Linked DNA regions of Ovis aries: region 2 is linked to region 1. The links are chromatin contacts, called in public Hi-C maps. All regions are on one chromosome and are shown on one strand. Each heading gives the region's core, a stretch centred on a gene start, on an enhancer-like site or on the middle of the called end of the contact. The rest is flanking DNA. Distances are from core to core; before and after follow the strand shown. Region 1 holds the start of RALY (RALY heterogeneous nuclear ribonucleoprotein). Region 2 overlaps RALY (RALY heterogeneous nuclear ribonucleoprotein).

Region 1 (4,800 bases), core at 1,291-3,790:
CTGCCACAATGCACTTTCACAGCCATTTCTCATAGGCCCCACACAACCCTGTGAGAGTTTAGATAAAGAAACTGAGGCTCAGAGAATCACAATGAGTAGCCAAGTTCATGGTGCCACAGCAAATCAAATCCTATGCCCATGAGACATGTCCTGTCCTCTCCACTTGTTAATTTGGTGATCTAAGGCTAGTGCCCTAAACCTTGCTATGTTTCAATTCTCAATTAGAGCTGTAAAAAAGGAAATATAAACCAAACGCTACAAGCTACCTTACTGAACTAGATGAGAAATGAAATCAGATAATGGTTACAAAAGAGAACTATAAAACATAAACAAAGTACTATGCAACAGAAGTGGTAATTTATGAGACTGCCTGCTCTGCCAGTCACAAAAGGACAAATACTGCATGATTTGTTTTACAGCGCACAAAACCTGGCTTCCTTTTAATGCTGGGACTAAATAACTTCCTGGTGATTTCATTTCACTTGGGATTCTGGGTCTTAAGGCCTGAATAACTAGTTTAGTGTTCTTTCAAAAGGTGGCAAACTATGGTAGAAATAAAAATATTACTGGACTGGGAGTCAGAAGACTGAAATCCTAGTTCTGATTCTGTCACTAAAGCAGTCCGTGAATTTAGACAACTTACTTCCCCTTTCAGAGGTTCAGTTAAGGGGAAAGAGGGAAAAGGCAGGAAAAGATTTAAGACTAGAGAGGACCCCCTGGCAGTCCTATGTACCACTACTCTTAAATCCACCATCTTGGAAAAGGGATCCTCCAGACTCCAGAGAACTACAGCAAATATCAGTAGACTCAAGACCTGGCCTAGGAACACCCCTGCCTGATCTTTACACACCAGGCATCAAACACACTGGAAAACTAGAACACTTGCCAAAGTTAATTTTAGTCCACTTTTACCCCTCTGGGCCTTATCTGAAAATAAGAGAAATAAATCTCTAGTTGAAAGCAGGAGAGTCTAAGCAATTGACTTGAGCCACTTTCTGCTCCCCCTCCCTTTAAACAGTACAGAATAGACAAGATTTGGAGGAACATGCCATAAACAAACAAAAGATGGACCTCGTTGCTTTAAATGACCTACGCCTTCCTTGAGCCAAACACCCCAGGGAACTTTAGTGTGCTGGAAATCTGGAATCCTCTGTATCCATCCACTTCTAAGGGGCAATATTAGCAAGAAATTTGTAATTACTTCCTTTCCCTCCGACCTCGCACAGATTCAGAATGGAATTTCATCCATAGTGGACACTGGCCCGTGAACCAGGGAGGACGGAGATAGGTCTCTCATCTAATGATGGGACTCAAAATCCGTTCTGCACTAAGAGATTACACAAGCTCACACTAAGAAATAAATAACAGACACCAGCACTACGGCTTTACACTTCGGTGGCTACACACTGTGATTTGGAACACATTCTTTAACATCTCGGAGCCTTGATTTCTGTTTTTGTAAATAGGGGTAACCTCAGAAGGCCGTCTTGAGCATTCTATGAAACAGGCTGCCGAAGTTCCTGCGTCAAGTCCGTTAAATGTTACCTGTTGGTATTAAACACTTCTCTCACACATCAGTTTCCTCCCTGAATCCACAAAATACCCTGCAAGGCGACTTTCTTTCTCCCGGTTCACTGAAAGGCAAGCTGAGCCTCGGCCGGGAAAAGGCTGCGTGAAGTGCGGCGCGCGGCCCCAGCTCGAGGGCCTACTGTTGTTCCTGTAAGAAGCCCAAGGTGTGCCACGAGCCCAGGACCGCGAGAGGCGGGGACCGAGGAGGCGCTCAGGTCCTTAGGGAGCCAAGCGGGTCCAGTTTTGCGCGCCTCGGGGATCCCGCAGACCCAGCCCGGGAGGGAGAGTCGGAAAATGCCCCAGGTCTGGCCCGGAGCCGGGGCCGGGCCCGCCCGAGGCCTCCCCGGCGCGGCCTCCACTCCCCCCCTCCTCCCCTCGGCGGGCGGGGCGGGGCGCGAGCACAAAAGACTCCAACTTCCGAGCGGGCGCGGGCCCACCCCGCCAACTCCTGGCCCAGGCCCGGCCCACGGAGAGGCGGGCAGGGAACGCCAGGGCGGCCGGGAGCGGGAGCTGGAGCGGGCGCGGGCGGGCCCGGCCGGCGACCCAAGGCGGCGGGGCCGAGTGGAGGGGAAGGTGCGAGAGAAGGGGGCTGGGAGTTACTCCGGCTCCCGAGACTCCCAGAAGGGCCGGAAAAAGAGTTTCTAAAAATAAGCAGGGGCCAGCGCGAAGAGGTGGGTGACCAAAACGGAACCAGGAGCACCCCCTCCCCGCACCTTGAAGGAGACGCCCCTGCTCGCGGCCCCCACTCACCCGCGCTGAGAGGTCTGGAGGAAGCCGCGCGGCGCGGAAGGAGGCGGTGCCGCCGCACTCGGGGGCGGAAGGGAGGGAGCGAGGGAGGGAGGAAGAAGGCGGCCCCGGCCGCAGCGTGAGGAGCTGAGTACAAGCGCGGGAGTCGCCCCCGTCGCCCCCTCGGCTTCTCTCAGCTCAGCCCGCCCTGCGCCCGCGCTGCTCGCGCACCCCGCCGCACTGACAGCGGTGCGAGCCCAGCAGCCGCGAGTCCTTCCCTTGGCCCGGACCACTGAGGCGCGCGGTGGTGGGGGTGCCCGGAGCGGCTTCTCTCAACTCGCCCCGGCTCGCCGCTCCGGCCAGGGCCCAGCCACCCCTTGCCCTCGCCTTGGTCTCCAGAAAAGAGCCCGGCGACGCTTGCGCGGCGTCCGCAGCCCCGCCCTAACAGCCTGGCTCCCGAGACGCAGCTGCTCTTCCCACCCCCTCAACCTAGCCTTGGAAAGGTCCAGAGCTTCGGCGGGGAGAAGAGAAAGGAGGGGTCGGGGCGGGGCCTAACAGGGAGGAAGGCCGGAGGTGGGAGCCTGAGGAGGCGGGGCTAGGGCGGGAAGAGACGCTCTCTTACAGCAGTACGGAGCGTAAGGCGGGGCGGAGCCGAGAGGGTGCTAAGGCCGAGAAGAGAGGCGCGGGAGACAAGTATGGAAGGCAGTGGAGGCCTCGCAGACCGGGGAAGGGCGAGCATGAAAAAGAGGAGTGGGCGGGGCGGGGCCTACCCAGAGGAGGGGTCAAGAGTGGAGGCAGGCCCGGGCGAGCTTGGGGAAGTAGGGGCCCTTAGGGGATGGTGTTGGAGGCGGGGGCTGAAGAAAAGCCTAAAAGGGAGGAGAGATTGAGCGGGACAGAAGGAGGCGGGCCCGGAAGCCGAACTAGGAGGAGGGAACCCGAAGGTAGCCGCTCGAGGAGGAGCCGGAAGGAGGGCGGTGGGCGGGGTGGAGGGGGTTAGGAGGAGGAAAGTAGGGCTGGAGGTGGGCGGAGCCTGGAGAAGGAGCCCAAACAAGTTGCCGGTGGGGCGGTGCCGGGAGGATGCGGAAGAGATGAGGTAGGAAGGAACGCCAGGTCCTTTCACTTTCAAGGGAGCCTGGTGCGCGGACAGGGCCAGGGTCCACGCTGTTGGTTGGGACTGGGCGGAGACGCCGCCCTGAGGGGCGGGAGGAGGTGCCACTTCCACCTGAAAAAAAATGTTAAATTCGAGTAACTTCACCTTTCCAGGGTGCAGGAAGTGTTATAACTGGATCTCGATCTGGATGTTTGTCCTGCCTCCTGAATATTTCTCCTGTCGAAAACTCACCTAAATCAATGATGCAACCTCCACGGAGCAGCTGGGTGGCTTCCCAGAGCACACGAGGACCGTAAGCCCTTCAGCTGTAGACTTCCCTGAAGGCTGGGAAGATAAGATTCTCCATGCATCGTCCGACTCATGATTCTGTGATTGTATTTTTCACATCCCAGTGAGAGACTTTATTTTGGGGGGCTCCAAAATCACTGCAGATGGTGACTGCAGCCATGAAGTTAAAAAACACTTGCTCTTTGAAAGAAAAGCTATGACAACCTAGACATCATATTAAAAGGGATATTACTTTACCAACAAAGGTCTGTCTAGTCAAAGCTATGGTGTTTCCAGTAGTCATGTATGGATGTGAGAGTTGGACTATAAAGAAAGCTGAGTGCTGAAGAATTGATGCTTTTGAACTGTGGTGTTGGAGAAGACCCTTGAGAGTCTTCTTGGACTGCAAGGAGATCTAACAGTCCATTCTAAAGGAAATCAGTCCTGAATATTAATTGGAAGGACTGATGCTGAAGCTCCAATACTTTGGCCACCTGATGCAAAGAACCCACTCATTGGAAAAGACCCTGATGCTGGCAAAGATTGAAGGCAGGAGGAGGAGACAACAGAGGATGAGATGGTTGGATGGCATCACCGATGGGATAGATATGCGTTTGAGTAGGCTCTGGGAATTGGTGATGGACAGGGAAGCCTGGCGTGCTGCAGTCCCTGGGGTTGCAAAGCATTGGACACAATTGAGCGACTGAATTGATTTTTCACATCACTCCTCCCAGAACCTGCCTAAGAGACTGGATTCCTGAGCACAGAGCAGAGGTTGAAATGAACCCTGCCTGATTCTGCCAGACCAGCAGTTAAAGCTACACTTGTGTTGTTTAATGACCTCTGTATCTTGCTTCAAAAGGAAGAGAAATCAAATTAGAGAGATGGTGACAACTGAGCCGAAGGCCAAGAGTGTTCTTCCCCCACCCCTTCTAACTTCTAGTTTCTTCTTATGCCTCAAGTCTCTGCTTAAATATCACCTCCTGGGAGTTCCCTGTTGGTCCAATGGCTAAGACTCTGTGCTCCCAATGCAAGGGACTTGAGTTTGATCCCTAGTCAGGGAACTAAGTCCCACAGCGACTAAGACCCAGCACAGCCCCCCCCCGCAAAAAAGAGTTTGGAAAAAA
Region 2 (4,800 bases), core at 1,547-4,046, 52 kb before region 1:
GTGGCCATCTGCTCCCTTCAGCTTCTGGCAGAGTAAGGCCAAAAACAACAGCAAAGCATTCTTGGAACCAGGCCTTGGCTGAGGACAGATAAATAAATAGCAAAAGTCCCTGCTCTTAGAGGAAGGCACTGCATCGAGATAGCTTGAGCCTAACCAGAGGTTCTCTCGTAAAATAAAATTTCTGGCTCATAGGGTATATTCAAGAATTGTGTGAAATGAATGAATCAGAGGAGCTTTCTTCTATGACTTAGGAGCACCTGTGGTGTCCATCTTCACTCTGCCATGAATAATTCAGTGACTCTGGGCAAAATATTTCGTTTCTGTGGGCCTCAGCTTACACACCTGTAAAGCAGGCTCTGTCTACCCCACAAATTGCCTTTGGTAGCCAATTACATAGTAGCTAAGACAGCACTCTGTAAATGGCATGAGATGGAATAGTGGGAGCTGACAAGAACATTGGAACACATGATTTTAAAAGTTCAGAGCCCAATCTGAGTAAGACTTGAAATAAGCTCTTTTTCTTTCTTCCCAGCCAATTTAAGTCGCTTTTTCTCATAGTGAAGTCATTCTTTGCATTTCAAGTGAAGGGAAAGGGAAACCAGGCTTACAAGTATGGAACAGAAAAGCTGCCATCTTTCTACTTTTCAGTATCTTTTCAGAGCCACTGTACTGCAAAAAAGAGCACAAGATCTGGGTTTCTAATCCCTAGCTTTTCTTAATCAAAAGCTATAAAACCATAAACAAGCCTCAACCTCTTTCAGCCTTAGTTTTCTCATCTGTAAATTGCTGAGAAATTTCCCAAGTTATAAGGTTACGGTTAAGATTCAATTAATGATGAAAGAGTGTTTTGTAACTCACAAATACCACACAAACACCAGTCATTACAGAGCTGTCTTCCCATCAGGTCATTAGCTACACAGGACAGTGGTTACCACTAAACTGACAGGTGAGATCATCAAACTCACAGAAAATCCTGACAGTAACACAGCTCAACTCTGACTTCCTCCAATTACTCCTTGCATTTATTATAGGAGTTATTTATTAGTTTGTTGCATCACTAAACGAACAGATCTCAGGGGATAGAGCTACATATATTTTATGCATTTTTGTATCTCAGTGTCCAACACTGGCACACCAAAAAGACACTAAATAAATACTGGCAACAGAAATACATCTACAACATCCAGGACTCCTAATTCCAGGTATAGAGTTCCTCTAAGAGAAAGTAGCCCCAACCTCATAGGCTGACTCATCTTCTCATCCCTTCCTCAATTCCTCCACCCTAGCAAGACTTTCCATTACTGAAGAGTCTCCCAGCCTCTGTAGGCAGTGATCCCTCAGGCTTGATTACTCTTCATATGCTTCTTAGCCAAGCTAATTCCTATTCAGCCCTCAGATTTGGAGGCCTTTCTAGTCACCCATAATACTGGTTCAGGTATTCCCTCTCCACCCCCCTTCTCACCCCCCATCTGTTTTATCATAGAATCCTGGCACATAACATGTATCAACAAAAGTATCTGTTGATGGCTGAATGAATGAAATACTGGATCAAGAAATCCAAAGGTGATGCAGGGGAGAGACTCCTGGCCTGGAAGTCAGGAGGACTGACTGTTTCTAATTCTAGCTCTACCACTGCTGTGGTTCAGTGATCTCAGGCAAGCCCCTCTTCTGTGGACCATCTATGAATGAGCTAACATCTATGAATGATCTCAAAAGGTCCTCTCAGCACTGACAATAGATGAGACTTAGACTCATGCTAAGGGTGAGAAACCTCTGAGGCCAGCTGTGTGCTTCAGAGTATGGGAGGCCCCATATCCACACCCCATGAGCAGCACCAGCCAAGTATATGAACTGTGCTGTCAGCAGCCTCCCAGCCTGTTGGTTTACTTAATTCCTCCTGATGAAGTGCCAAGAATAAATCGTAGGTGAGCAGCAGAGCATTTTAATGAGTCCAGAGCCTAATGAATCTTTTCCTTCCTGTGTCAATTAGAATTTCAAAGCTAGGGTCCCCAAGGACCAATTTATTAGGAACAGAGAGAAGCCTTTTGTTCATCAGCTGCTGCCTGAGCTACTTGCCCTGGCCCTGTATGTCTGCTGTGTAACAATCTTGCTTACTCATAGATATGCCACCTGGTGAAACAGACTGTCTCGTATTTCTGGGGTCTGAACTTGAGGAAGGAAAGGAGAGGTCAGGTCGACTTCTGGGGGTGAGTAGGGAAATAGTGAGAGAATCAGAGCAGCACTGACTTGAATGTCACGTCCCAAGGATACTAGTCTTCAAAGAGCTAACAGCAGTAGATCAACTTGCTATTCATCTAACTCAGGATCAGCTATTGTGTGAGACCTATTTGTCTAAGGTATTTTTGAATCCTCACAACAACCCCCAAAGTAGGTATCAAAGGCACTATTTTCTTTTTCTGGCCATGCCATGAGGCTTGTAGGATGGGATCTCAGCTCCCTGACCAGGGATTGAACCCAGGCTGTGGCAGTGGAAGCCCAGAATCTTAACCACTAGGCACCAAGGAATTCCCTCAACAACACTATTTTACAGACAGAGGCACTGGCTCTAAGAATTTTAAAGAACTATAGAACTAGTTGAAAAACTAAACAAGGAACACAAATCAGTAGTTGGCAGACAGGGATTTGAACTCACATTTGTGCAAATCCAGAGACTGGGCTCTTTCTATCAAATCACAGCAACCTTGCCAGAGGGCTGGCAGGGCCAGTGGCTGATGTCCTGAATGGCAGAGATGGCCTGTGGGCAGCCAGTCAGGTCATGTTGGACACTTGCCACCAACATACTTGTCTTTTTCCAGGGCATAAGCAAGAGTGCCTGTGCACTGCTGGTTCTTCCACTCAGTGGAGCTGGCAACCTCACTTATTCCCAGAACATAATCCGAATTAATTCACCATTGACACTAATCCCAGACTCCTGTGCTGGGTCGTTTTTGCTGCAGGGGGGTTTTCTCTAGTTGCTATGAGCAGGGTTTACTCTCTAGTTGCAGTGCAGTGGCTTCTCACTGCGGTAGCTTCTCTTGTTGCATAGCAGGGGCTTTAGAGCGTTTGGGCTCAGTAGTTACAGCTCACAGGCTCGAGTAGTTGTGGCACAAGGGTTTAGTTGTCCCATGGCAACTAAGTGCTTTGGCAGGCAGATTCTTAACCAATGGACCACCAGGGAAGTCCCCAGAAATCGTCTGACTTATGAGGAGTTGCCAATCCTTGATTTAATACCCTCCAGGTACCCAGTTGTCTTGCCTCTCATACTGTCCTCTTCAAATCACACAGGGCCAGCCCAGTTGCCACTGCAAGTCATCAACAGCAGCACACTCCAGGGTGAGAAAGTAAACAAGTCAAGTTTCCAAACGGTTATGAAATGGAATTTTAGGACTCTGGTGGGAAAAACAGTTAAGAGTGAGGTCAAGACAGTTTGTCCAAATTTACACAGCTAGAAAATAGCAACAACTGGAACACAGGCATATACTGAAACTTAACGTGGTATCTGTATCTGCAAAGAGCAAGAATAATACCAAAAAAAATGAGATCAGTGGCTTAAAAATGCTTTTTAATTTTTAATTTCAAGATAATACCCCCATTTTACAGATAAGAAAATTGTTCTCTGAGGTCAACTAACTTATTCAAGAGAGAAAGAGCTAAATGAGGGAGAGGAGAATAAAGGAAGTAAATGGGATCCAAGTTAATCTTGGATAAATAGCTGCACGGAAGCAGGGAGGCAAGAGAAGGGAGGCTGCACCAGGAGAGTTACCATCCCGGCCTTACTACTAACTTGCTACATGTCCCTGAATATTAGCCTCATTTTCCCATAGGCCAAATGGACCTCAGAGTCCTATATTTGGCCTCAGCTGTCCCCTCTCCAACCTAAGCCCTAAGGGGCCAAAAACCAAAACATCAAACAGAAGCAATATTGTAACAAATTCAATGAAGGCTTTAAAAAATGGTCCATCTTAAAAAAAAGAAAGTAGCAGGCACTTGTTGAATGGACCAATGTATGAACTACTGATCTCTAAGGTCTCTTTCAATCCTGGCATGCTATGATTAACTTATGAGCTTAGAGAACTCAGAAGCTCGAAATTCAAGCCTGGGTGAACTTAAGTTTAACCTGTCCTTTTGGCTCCAATTTTTGATATTTGCTTTGCCTCACAGGGTCTTCAAAAATCACCTCCAAATGTAACAATCACATCCTAACACACATCTACACTCATGCACAGATAGACAACTATATGTCACTTAATTCAATAATGCTAGGTATGAAACACAGAATTTCCTTAATGTGGAAAATGAGGCCTTACAGTTTAGTCTCAACTTACTTTGATAACTTTAACCCTAACCACACTCCATTCCTGAAAGGCTATGCTCTGGCTACACTGGACTGATTACTCTTCTCTAAGACATACATGGAGGCTTCTATAACTTCGGCCCTCACTGGTCTCTTCGCTTGGAAGCTACAGACTACCCTTCTCAACTGCCAAATACTTCATCTTTCAAGACTATCAAATATCTCATCTTTGAAATGCAACTCAAATATCACCTCTTTCGTGAAGCCTTCTTTGATCAGGAGGGCAGGGCAGTTAGTCCCCATATTCCCAAAGCACTCCACATGCTTTCATTTATAGTGATCATCACTGCCACCTACTTACTTTACCTACCTGTTCTCCTTGACCAGCTATGGGTTCCAAAGGTCTTGACCATGTGTTTGCCTTCTCCTTATCCCTAAGGACCTATTCCTGTGCCTGGCATAAATGGTTATCATATTGAATGCTAACATGGCACCAAAACTAACAC

The links. A called contact is a pair of places that touch in the nucleus more often than the background predicts.
Region 2: a contact with region 1 is called in a Hi-C map of tail adipose tissue, with 2.5 times the contacts expected there. The contact joins the enhancer-like site here to the promoter of RALY in region 1. A contact is called at or near these places in 5 of 16 Hi-C or Micro-C datasets (blood, mesenteric adipose tissue, muscle and 1 more).

The regions. Positions count from the first base shown.
Region 1 is chr13:63,391,622-63,396,421 of ARS-UI_Ramb_v3.0, reverse strand. RALY (RALY heterogeneous nuclear ribonucleoprotein) reads right to left here and starts at 2,540. Exons shown (of 8, transcript XM_042230347.1): 1 at 2,320-2,540. It overlaps LOC121816258 (a long non-coding RNA gene), which reads left to right and starts at 2,949. Exons shown (of 2, transcript XR_006055771.2): 1 at 2,949-2,988; 2 at 3,559-4,800.
Region 2 is chr13:63,444,112-63,448,911 of ARS-UI_Ramb_v3.0, reverse strand. All of the region lies in intron 1 of RALY (RALY heterogeneous nuclear ribonucleoprotein), which reads right to left. Among named protein-coding and RNA genes, the nearest start is that of RALY, 53 kb to the right of the region's middle. Within about 2 kb of position 2,796, at least 5 of the 54 cell types and tissues checked have an H3K27ac peak or open chromatin away from gene starts, as enhancers often do. A contact at or near this core is called in tail adipose tissue, where this site is marked.